2 separate regions of the Mus musculus genome follow, and region 1 is linked to region 2. A link is a contact called in public promoter capture Hi-C data. All regions are on one chromosome and are shown on one strand. Each heading gives the region's core, a stretch centred on a gene start, on an enhancer-like site or on the middle of the called end of the contact. The rest is flanking DNA. Distances are from core to core; before and after follow the strand shown. Region 1 holds the start of Dpy30 (dpy-30, histone methyltransferase complex regulatory subunit). Region 2 overlaps Capn13 (calpain 13).

Region 1 (5,543 bases), core at 2,051-4,550, 1.0 Mb before region 2:
TAGGAAGTTTCTAATTAAAATGTTGAACTCGGGGCTGGTGAGATGGCTCAAGGTAGGAGGGCTGACTGCTCTTCTGAAGGTCCTGAGTACAGATCCCAGCAACCACATGGCGGCTCACAGCCACCCATAGTGAGATCTGACCCCCTTCTGGTGCATCTGAAGATAGCTATAGTGTACTTACTTATAATAATAAATAAATTAAAATCTTTAAAAAAATAAAAATAAAATAAAATGTTCAACTCAACATTTAAAAATTCCACTATAGACTCGAGGGAGACCGTTCAGAAGGTCAAAGAGCTTGTTGCCAAGCCTAAGGCCTGAGTTCAGTTCCTAGAACTAACATGGTAGAAGATGTCTCCAAGAATTGGTTTTTGACCTCCACAAACACATGATGGCTGTGGCATTCATGAATGTGCCCAACACACACACACCCACACACACACACCCACCCACCCACCCACCCACACACACACACAGACACACACACACAGACACACACACAAACACACAAACACACAAACACACACACATACACAAACACACACACATATGCGCGCACGCACGCGCGCACCAACGGAAAAGATGATGACAAACAAAATTAACAAAAAAATTTTAGTTAAGAAAGGTGCAGCTGGGGCTGGTGAGATGGCTCAGCGGGTAAGAGCAACCGACTGCTCTTCCGAAGGTCCGGAGTTCAAATCCCAGCAACCACATGGTGGCTCACAACCACCCATAATGAGATCTGGCTCCCTCTTCTGGACTGTCGGAGGACAGCTACAGTGTTACAGTGTACTTACATATAATAAATAAATAAGTCTAAAAAAAAAAAAAAAAAAAAAAAAAAAGGTGCAGCTGACAAAGGGGATTGAGTTAACATCAGAGCTCTGTCCTTTACAGTTATGGTAAAATAAATGCTCTGTATTCAAAGCATTCCAATTTTCCCTGTTGTTTGCCATTTGTTTTAAGAAGGAGGAGGCAGGGACTGGAGAGATGGCTCAGCGGTTAAGAACACTGACTGGGGCTGGTGAGATGGCTCAGTGGGTAAGAGCACCCGACTGCTCTTCCGAAGGTCTGAAGTTCAAATCCCAGCAACCACATGGTGGCTCACAACCATCTGTAACAAGATCTGACTCCCTCTTCTGGAGTGTCTGAAGATAGCTACAGTGTACTTACATATAATAAATAAATAAATCTTTAAAAAAAAAAAAAGAACACTGACTGGTTCAAATCTTAGCAACCACGTGGTGGCTCACAACTATCTGTAATGAGATCTAATGCCCTCTTCTGGGGTGCCTGAAAACAGCTACAGTGTACTTATATACAATAAATAAATATGTCTTAAAAAATATAAAATAAAAAGGAGACTGGCAGACAGGCAGACAGACTCTCAACAGGCTTAGACTGCTTCAGTAGAGCATTGAGGGCCCCACGTTTTCCTGTGGGATGAAGGCTGTGGGCATTTAGAGGGGCTGGGGACTTGTGTGTGCACCTACACTACATGTTGTACCATTGGGAAGGTACAGCGCTGCTTTGTGGTTTGAAGTCAGGCAGTTTGCTTTTGATACCAGGCATACTGAATGGTCAGGCTGGGGCCCAACAATTCTTTATTGCCCAGCAGAGCTTAGTTTCTCAAAACCCAAAGCTATTACTTAACATCTATAACTTGTAGGTAGGAAGCAGATTGTACATTTTAAGGTTTATTTTTAGTTATGTATTCGTATATATACCACATTTCTGTGTAAGTGCAAGTGAGTTCAAGTGCTCACAGAGGCCAGAAGACGGTGTCAGATCTCGGGAGTTCTGGGTGGTTGTTGGACTTCTGGTGTGTGCCTGGGAACTGAACTCTGGAAGAGCAGTAAGTTTTTGTTTTTGTTTTTGTTTTTAAAGTGACTAAACCATCTCTTTTCTCACCACCACACCAAGCACAAAAGCTCTTTTCAAGTACATTAGGTGTGTGGGTTGTAGGAAAGTCTGGAAATCTTAGCTATAATCATTGTAGGGACAGCTGAAGGCTTCTTCTTCTTCTTCTTCTTCTTCTTCTTCTTCTTCTTCTTCTTCTTTTCTTCTTCTCCCCCTCCCCCTCTCCTTCTTTTTCTTGAGACAGGGTTTCTCTGTGTATCCCTGGCTGTCCTGGAACTCACTCTGTAGACCAGGCTGGCCTCTAACTCAGAAATCCACCTGCCTCTGCCTCCCAAATGCTGGGATTAAAGGCATGCAGCACCACTGCCCTGCCAACTGAAGGCTTTTTGGAAACATTTTGGTGTTAGCTAGGAGTCTGAACATTCCAAGAAACTCACTAGTAAGAAGTATTAGTAAAGAAGTTAGGTCCCTGACAGAGGTGGGTATTAAAGGCTATTTAGGGAGCTAACTAGGTTCAAGACAACTAACTAGTGTCTCTAGATTTGCAGCATTCCAACCTCTCCATACCCTTGAAATCCTAATCCATCAACAGTTACAATAATTACAGGAAAGCAGGCTCTCCTGGAACTCCCGTTCAGGAAGCTCTGGCTGGCGTTTGACCCTCTTTACCTCAGTCAGCCAAATGCTGGGATTTCAGACACCTGGCTTTAAAATGTAAAAACAAGCAAACACAACCCAGGTTGGAATCCATAATACTACAGTCTGGAAAGCCATTTCTTCTGTAGAAATTGAACCAAGATCCTTGGTTATCCCAGGAAAGCGCTCGACCATGAGCTGAACTCCTTATCCCTGGAAAGTAATTAAAAAAAAAAAAAAAAACTAATCTAGACATAAATGTAGAATAGTGTGAACGTGGTATCCTCATAGACTGCAGGGCTTGAATAAAAGCCGCCCAAGAATTCCCAAACACTCCTCCTTGTTTCCCTTTGGCCTTAAAAAAATTATATATGTGTGTATGTATACGTATATATGCGTGTTTTGCCTGAATGTGCGCGGAGCACACGCGTGCCTCGTGCCTGCGTAGATAAAAAGAGAGAGTCAGCTCCCCGGAACCGGAGTTAGGGATAGTTGTGAGCCACCATGTGGGCGGTGGAGACCAAACCTAAGTCGCCTGTAAGATTAGCCAAGTAATCAACCGCTGGATGCCCTCTAGCCCCTAGTAAAGCCTGAGCAAGAATCGCTCAGCAAGTGAGTGGCCTCGGTTCCTCGGGGACCGTCACTTCCAGGTGCCACGAAGGACTGTCTAAAGGAGAAAGATCTACGGCAGGGTGGAGCCGGCAGGTGGCCAGGCACCCCGCGCACCGCAGAGGCGTAGGCCCACTTAGGCGGGCTCGGGCACTTCTGCCCGCGGGGCCGCTCTGCGCAGGCGCGGCGGCAGCGCGACGTCCCTCACTTACGGCCGAAGCGGTTCGCGCTGTGAGTCGGTGGCGCCGTGCAGGGCACTTAGGAACCGACAGCCTTGGCGCGGGTAATCAGCTTCCCTGTCCTCCTCCTCCCACCGCTACATCCTTGGGACGACCTCCGAGCCTCGCGATGCGACGAGGACGGCCAGTCGGTGGCCCGACCCAGCCCGCGCGTCTGCTGCCCGCGGGGGTGAGGGGCGGGGTCCCGGGCTGGGCTGCACCGCACCGGGTCCTGGCGTCTTCCACTTGAAATCTCCCGGGTAACTAACTCGCGGCTCTTCTTGTTTTGCAAGACTGGTATCCGGTTGATTGCGGTTTGCAGGGTCCGCCATGGAGTCGGAGCAGATGCTGGAGGGACAGACACAGGTACCAGGAGGCCCTGGGTTCAGGGTGGCGGTGTGCGGGGAGGCAGCGCGGGACGGGCGGATGTCTCTCTCTGTGACTGTATTTTGTTTTCTAGGTTGCAGAAAACCCTCACTCTGAGTACGGGCTCACAGACAGCGTTGAGGTAACTCGCTCAGTTTCTCTGCCGCATGCATCTATGGGTCTCTTGAGAGCTGGAGAAAACTTAGGATCGGTTTACTAGGCTACTCTGCACGAGGGAACTCTTTGCTGCCGCGATCTCTCCGTAGTATCAGATTATAAGTGGCTTCTTTTTACTAGCATGCTAATACTTGGCTAAAAATAAAGGTACTTTGTAAATGAAAGATTAGATGATCCCGGAACCAGAGCTGGGAAGGTTTGGTTAGGAAAATGGAGGCTTCCCGGAGAAAATTTGTGTGTGAATGGGAGACTCGAGGGATTAAGTTCTGGTTTAAAAAAAAAAAAAAAAAAAAAAGGGCAGGACCACGTTTCCAAGAAGTTGTACAAACAGGTGTTAGAATTTATTCAACACTTTGCTGTTTGTGAGATATATACCAGGCTAATTTGAATGTATCTTCAGCTCCAGAATGCTTAAAGTTGAGTAACTTGTTCAAGGTCAGCGGAAAGTAAGCTTAGACATGTTTTCTTTTTTATTTTATTATTATTATTATTATTATTACTTGTGGGTGTGTGCGCGCATGCACACGCTCGCTCATGCATGTGCACTAGTGTGTGGAGATCAGAGGGCACCCTTACAGAGTAGGTTTTTTGCTTCCACCCTTAGGTGGGTTCTGGAGATGGAACTCAGGTTAGATGTGGGGGTAGCAAGCTCCTTACACACTGAGCAGTCCTGCCTGACCTAGAACTGACTCTTACAAAAGGATTGCATTGTATTTATATTTGTGTGATCTCTCTCTGTCTCTCTTTGCTTCTCTCTGTCTCTTTTTCTGTCTCTCTCTCCCTCCCTCCCTCCTCTCTGTGTTTGTGTGTTTATATGTATGTATATATATTTTTTTATTTTTTCTATTTTTTTCCCCCTGAGATAGGGTGTCATTAGCTCTGGCTGTCCTGGAACTCACTATGTAGATCATGCTGGCCTTGAATTTACCGAGATTCACCAGCCTCCACCTCTTGGTGTTGGGAGTAAAGGTGTGTGCACCGAACCCGGTTTATATATTTCTTTTTACTGCTTTATGGGTGTTCTGCCTGGGTATATATGTACATCAGAAGGCCGGAACTTGAGCTACAGACAGTTGTGAGCTACCATGTATGCTGGGGATTGAATGAGGATCTCTCTCTCTCTCTCTCTCTCTCTCTCTCTCTCTTTCTCTTTCTCTCTCTCTCTCTCTGAGACAGGGTTTTTCTATGTAGCCCTGGATGTCCTAGAACTTACTCTGTAGACCAGGCTGACTTCAAGCACTCTCCTGCTGCTATACTGGTGTTCTTAACCACACACACACCCCCTCCCCCAACTCCAGCTTTGGCTGTCTATATTCTTATTTATATTTCTTAGGCTTTTGAAATTCATTTTATGTGCTTGGTTATTGTGCCTGCATCCGTATGTGTGCCCCATGTGCCTGCCTGGTGCCCACAGAGGCCAGAAGAGTGTGCCAGATCCTCCCTGGAATTGGAGTTTGAGACAATTGGTGAACTACCCCGCGGGTGGTGGGAACCAAGCGCTGGTCTTCTGCAAGAGCAGTCAGTGCTTCTAACTGCTGAGCCTTCTCTCCAGTCCTGTCTATAGTTTTTAAGTGCCTAGCTTTTTACATTTGGGCCCGGGATTTGAACTCAGGTCCTTATGCTTGCTTGCAGAACAACTTATCTAATTCCCCAAGCCATCTCTCTAACCTTTTCACA
Region 2 (5,810 bases), core at 2,527-5,026:
TCCTCACTTCCTCTCACATTTATAGCTCCTTCTTTTATTATAATTACATACATGAATGCATACATAAATGCACAAATATATAACCATGACCTGCTGAGTCTGTTGAGTGTTACTTGTGAGTGTATGACTTCAGGTACAGCCAATCAGTGGGCTCATCCCTGAGAGAGAATAAGGTTCCCTCTCTCAGTGGTCATTAGTGTCCTGTGTGAGATGTGGGACAATGTAAAGTTTCCTCCTTCCATGCTAGCATGTCTATCGATCTTGTCGCTGTTTAGGTCTTGTTGAGTCTGCCATATTGTTGCTGGGATGAAAGGATGTGCCATGCTTACTGCATGACCTTCTTCCCAAGAGAAGGAAGTGATGGCACCGTCATCGGGCCATTCTATTTCTGGGTCACATTCTGTAAACTATATAAGAAGCCTTTCATGTACGCTAGACTTGCTGATCAGCTTGGCTTGTACCACCATTGTTAGATATTAGAATTGTTTATTAGAATCTATTTGTTTTGAGGAAGGCATGTACCTCCACTGCCGAATTGCAGGCAGTGTTTTTGTTAAAAGGTTAAGGTCAGAAGGTGCTGGGGGCGTACTGGGTCAGGTGAGCATGTTGATCTTAACTGACTCCAGAGTCTAGAGCTTTAGTGCACTGTGGATCGGATCGCATCTTGTTGAAAGCTTGTCCAGCTAATGCCATCTGTGTCCATGTTGGCTTGCTGACAATACAGCAGGAGAGTGCCTTCTAACAAATTAGTACTTCTACCATCTCCACTGCACAGCAATCTTTAATCTGTTTGCAAGTGGAAAATAGGCAGCAACAGCCTTGATCTTTCTTATTGTTATCTACAACTCCTCAGAGTGGGCCCACTTCTACCCCAACAAATGCTTCTCTCCTAACCTTCAGGCCAAGGAATTCCTTCTTAGACGCCTGGGTAGACTTTGGGTGGAAGACTGTCATTACAAAATAGATGAGACCATCATTAGTTTGGATCAAACTCTCCCATGTAGGTCATATTAACAATTGGGGCTGGAAAGATGGCTCAGTGGTTAAGAGTACTGACTGCTCTTCTAAGACTCCTGAGCTCAATTCCCAGCAACCATGTAGTGGCTCATTTTAAGATCTGGGAGCCAGGCATGGTGGCACAGCCTTTAATCCCAGCACTTGGGAGGCAGAGCCAGGTGAATCTCTGTGAATTCCAGGCCAGCCTGGTCTTGAATGAACTGTCCAGCCAGGACAGCAAGAGCTACAGAGAGCTCCCACCTTGATAAAACAAAGAACGAAAAATAATGAAATAAATTGGGAGTCTGGATTTGCAGCTGGTAATATGACAATTACTAGATCCCACTAAGAACCACAGCCACCTTAGAAGATCGTCGTCTAGCTTTCTGAACTGGCTTTTGAAGAGAAATGTACTCAATCAGGAAACTAACATGCACACTCTGAGAGCATGATCAGAGGGTGGGGGTGGGGATCTGGATGTTCGAGACCCACCAGTGGGAAAACAACCGAGCTAGACATCGTGTAGAGGGCAACCATTCCTAGGGGAGCGAAAGGGGGAGTCGAAAGAAGGGGGAATCAATAAAATTCCTTAGGTGGCTTCATCGTGCAGAAAGCTTTGCAATTCTGCTGGAGACTTTGGTAAGAATTATTAAGATAATGACGGATTAGGCAGACCAAAAAAAAAAAAAAATGAGGTAATTAGTAACTCCTGGAAGAACAAAAAGTTACAGAAAGAAGAAAATGTGATCCAAGAGTGTTTCCTCACTTTGCAGTGAGCAGTACATATATAATTGTAATAAAGTAGAAATTAAATATTGATTTAACAAAAAGTGTGGCCTAAATATATTAGAAGGATGAAGAGAGAGACGATAGAGATATAAAAGTGGGCAAGGAACACCCAGCCCTGTCGTCCATCACAGAAATCGATGGGCTTTTAAAATTGGCAAGTGAGGGAGCTGCTGCCTAAGTTTGCAGTTTAGAAATGTGGGCTGAAGCTTCCAGAGCAATTCTGAGGAAATCTGGGGACAGGAAGGATGTAGCAATCTGCCCCTTTTCCTTCATGGCTTGTAGCAATGATTGAGTTTTCAAATTATATGTATAAGATTGAATTCTTACTAGAAAATCAATACAACGGGTAGAAAACAATCCTGAAAGTAAAATATTTAGGACTTGAAAGAAGGGGAGAGCAACTGGGAAGGAAAGCCAGGGACCCTAACACCCATGGGCAAGGACATGTTATATTTGCAGGAGAGATGTCTATGCAAGGTTGTCACTTAATCTGAGCCACACACACTTGAGACAACAGCAGACTGAAGCATGCAGAGGGCAGAGGGCAGAGGGGTCCATCTGGTTTGTCCACAGGAGGACAAAACAGGGGCTGACTCCATGACACTTTTGACTGCTGCAGGCACACACAGGGCTATTATTTTGGGTGAGCTGTGGTTTGAATTCCAGCTGCAGGCAGAGTGGCGCAAATGGGGTAGTGTCTTTTGTGGATCTTGAGGATAAAGCCATTCCCATCTACTGGGAGGGGGGTACCTTCTGAGGGGACCAGTCACGCTCACAGTGGGAAATTCCCAGGCCTATTATCTGTTCCACATAGTAGGAATGGGGTTGGGCCTCCATGCTCACTTGAAGACAGGAACAAACTTTGCTCTCCCTGGGCCCTTTGCTATGAGATTCTGTGTCTTTCTCTAGGACATGTTCCCAGTGGTCACTCGAGGAAACGGCTGTCCCCATGGAGCTGTGCCAACCCCTACGGTCTGCAGCTAAACCTGGTATTTGAAATGGAGTCAAAGATGCCTTCGAAGAGCCTAGACTGAGGTCCTGGCTGAGGCAGGCTCCGATCAACCCTAGGTCATCAGAGCACGTGCTGATATCAGCAGGCACTTGCAGGAAAACAAAACAGGAAACGTTCACTCCTGCTGACATTCCATCCCCTTCCCACACTCTCCCTGGATCCATTTCTTGGGAAAACCAGTCTGATCCAGTTTATGCACCCCCCAGGTGGTGTTGCTGACCCAGGAATGGTCTACTCAGTGCCATTTGCCAAATAACCACATTCTTTTGTAGCTGCAGCAGAGTTGTTTCACAGCTAAATGGCCAAATAAAATTTATTTCTACGAAAAATTCTTGGTGTGAAAGACCCTTGGATCTGGTTTTAAAAGTACAACTGGGGATGGGAATGCTATGCCAAAAAGTAGGCACCTGCTCCTCCTCCTCCTCCCCCTCCCCCTCCCCCTCCCCTCCCCTCCCCCTCCCCCTCCCCCTCTCCCTCTCCCTCTCCCTCTCACTCTCCCTCTCCCTCTCCCTCCCCTCCTCTTCCTCCTTCTCCTCGTTCACCACGTGGTCCTTGGGTATCTCAAAATGATCGTTTAGAATCATGGTCATTTCAAAAGCTCACCAGGCCAGACCCTGCTATGGAGGTTGTGCAGCCTAAGAGCTCAACACTGGAAGCATTTCCCAGGAAGGGATTGTACTGGCTGGTTTCCTCATCTGTGTGATGGAATTCCCCCATACAAAAACTTCAGAGAAGAAAGGTTTATTCCGACTTACTGCATGATGCGATTTTAGTCCGCTGTGGCGGCAAAGGGCTGGCAGTGCCCAGGGAGCATACGGTACGGGCTCCTCACATTGTAGTGGGCTAGGATGCTGAAACAGTAGGACCAGAACCAGGCACCAGGCTATAGAGCCTTCAAATCCCACTTCTAGAGACCTAGACTCCTTATGAACTGGGTCCCCAGCTCCTAAAGGTTCCACAGCCTCCTAAACAGCGCCACCTGCTGGAGAACAGCTATTCATTCTACAAGCTACAAGAGCTTGAGGGATTCAAACCGCAAATGTCTGTGTGTGGAAAGGACAGGAAGATGAAAATCTTCCGACCGTGATTTTGTGAGAAACCCTCACTAGAAAATGGACAGCACTGGCAGGATTGGTCATGCAAGAACAAGGTCACCATTTGGAAGTGACCACATTCACTACACAGACAGCAAACATAGCCATATTACAGGGCGTTGCTCTTGGTCATTTCCCATCCACCGTCATGAAATTTAGAATAAAATAGCTAATGGGCTGGATTGTTCCGTTACATACGATCTTCTGCATGCAAAAATATCGGGGCCGCCCGTGCTCTGTTACAAGAGCAGCTCCAGAAGACCTGAACCAGCCGTTCTGAAGAGCTCAGAGGTGATCCTCTGAATATCTACGTAGAAACTCTAGCACACCTGCTCCCTTGGCTGCCTCAGCCACATGTGACCCTGATCCCCTTCTGGGTTGGCCTGGGTTGGTCATAGGGTCAACAGAGAGCAGCCCTGGGGCTGGCCAGACTTCTTTTTCATTTACTAGACTGCTGTCCACAGCAATTCAGACCAGGATCCTCCCTCCACCTCTGTGGTTGCCTTCTGTGAATACTACACACATCCCGTGAACCTGGAAAAACTGAGAAACAAGCAGGTCTTCATTCCTATTTTGGGGAGGAGCAAAGCCGGAGGAGTCCACCCCCAACCACTGCATATGCGTTTACGGATGCTTTCTGGGACTCAGTTTCCCCCACAAGACCTCCTCTTGTGCCTTCTAAGCTCCACACAAGCACATATCGATGGTGAGCTGCAATTGTATCTGTAATTCTCTCTCGGAAAAGCCATTTTCAGACTTCCAGCCCCTGCCAGATAGGAAAGAATAGAGAGGGGGTGTAAAATGAGCCTGGTGCCAAGAGATAGTCATCTGCACGGGTGGAAAAAGAAGATGGAGAGAAGAAAGGAAAGATGGGGGATGGAAAGACCTGGGAAGGGGACTTCAGAAAAAAAAAAAAAAAAAGGTAGGCAAGGAGCAATATAAGAAAAGCCAGGAGAGAGAGGACGAAATAGAGACCAAAGAGGAGTGTGGGGGAAGACGACCAGCATGCATAGAAGCTGGTAGGGATGTTGGAGATAAAGCTCGCCCACGCCCCACAGGAAATGCATATCTGGTAGAAAGAAAGGTGGTCACCGGAGTTAACTCTCACAACCTCCGAAGCCGAGGCTCCCACATCCTGTTGTGAATAAAAACTCACCTGGAATAACTTGTCTTAGAAAACAAAACAGAACAACACCGACAACAATAAAAATCTTCAGAGATTCTGAACGGGCGAATTCGAACCTAAACTTGGGAATTTGAATTTTTTTAAAGCTCCCTGGGGAATGGACATGCTCCTTGACTGACGCATCACGTATCACTGTTCTTCAACTCCACTGAATCGGGGCATCTCTCTGCCCAGCCACGACAGCCAAAAGGAGTAAAAAGGTCTGTCGACTTCAAGCATAAGGCTTGCTCTATCAGAGGCCCCTCCCTCCACGCCCTCGAGACCCTGGCTCCCTCCCCGGGAGCTCCAAGGCCCCTTCCCACCAGTTCTGCTCATTTTCCCTCTTCCTTCTGGCTAGAGAACTAATGTCCTGGTTGATTTTCTTGCCCTAAACAAGCTAATTAAGCAATAATCCTAACAGAATCCATCACTCTGACAAGGTTGTTGATTAATGGTCCCCCAGCCAAGCCCAAAGTGCTTGATATCCCAGCAGAGCGGTCAATAATCACTGCGGCAGTGGCATGCGGCTGCGGCAGTGTGAGTCTGGCCACATCTGAAGACGACGAATGCTGAATGGGTAATGGGGCTCTATTTTGCAGCCTGATAGAAGGCAGAGGAGGAAAAGAAGGCTGGTTCTCGGACGTGCACAGGCTGGAGTCTCTAGCCACAGGCAGCGGTGCCCATCCTTTTGACGCTGGGGCATGCCATCATCATCTGCAAATGGGTTTGGATACATTGGTTGTTCTCCCACATG

The links. Promoter capture Hi-C pulls out the DNA fragments that hold promoters and counts their contacts.
Region 1: a promoter capture Hi-C map of hippocampal neurons shows a contact between it and region 2, with 4 times the contacts expected there. The contact joins the promoter of Dpy30 here to the enhancer-like site in region 2. A contact is called at or near these places in 3 of 39 promoter capture datasets (the C10 cell line, embryonic stem cells and hippocampal neurons), 2 of 15 datasets of contacts at CTCF or cohesin (large pre-B cells and pro-B cells), 3 of 484 Hi-C or Micro-C datasets (B cells and the G1E-ER4 cell line) and 5 of 115 datasets of contacts at active chromatin or transcription factors (astrocytes, embryonic limb bud, embryonic stem cells and 2 more).

What each region holds. Positions count from the first base shown.
Region 1 is chr17:74,314,190-74,319,732 of GRCm38.p6, reverse strand. It overlaps Dpy30 (dpy-30, histone methyltransferase complex regulatory subunit), which reads left to right and starts at 3,300. Exons shown (of 5, transcript NM_001146223.1): 1 at 3,300-3,388; 2 at 3,617-3,689; 3 at 3,784-3,831. The coding sequence starts at 3,654.
Region 2 is chr17:73,303,772-73,309,581 of GRCm38.p6, reverse strand. It overlaps Capn13 (calpain 13), which reads left to right. Exons shown (of 23, transcript NM_001033444.2): 23 at 2,695-3,118. Among named protein-coding and RNA genes, the nearest start is that of E330032C10Rik, 56 kb to the right of the region's middle. Within about 2 kb of position 3,776, at least 8 of the 459 cell types and tissues checked have an H3K27ac peak or open chromatin away from gene starts, as enhancers often do. A contact at or near this core is called in the G1E-ER4 cell line and hippocampal neurons, where this site is marked.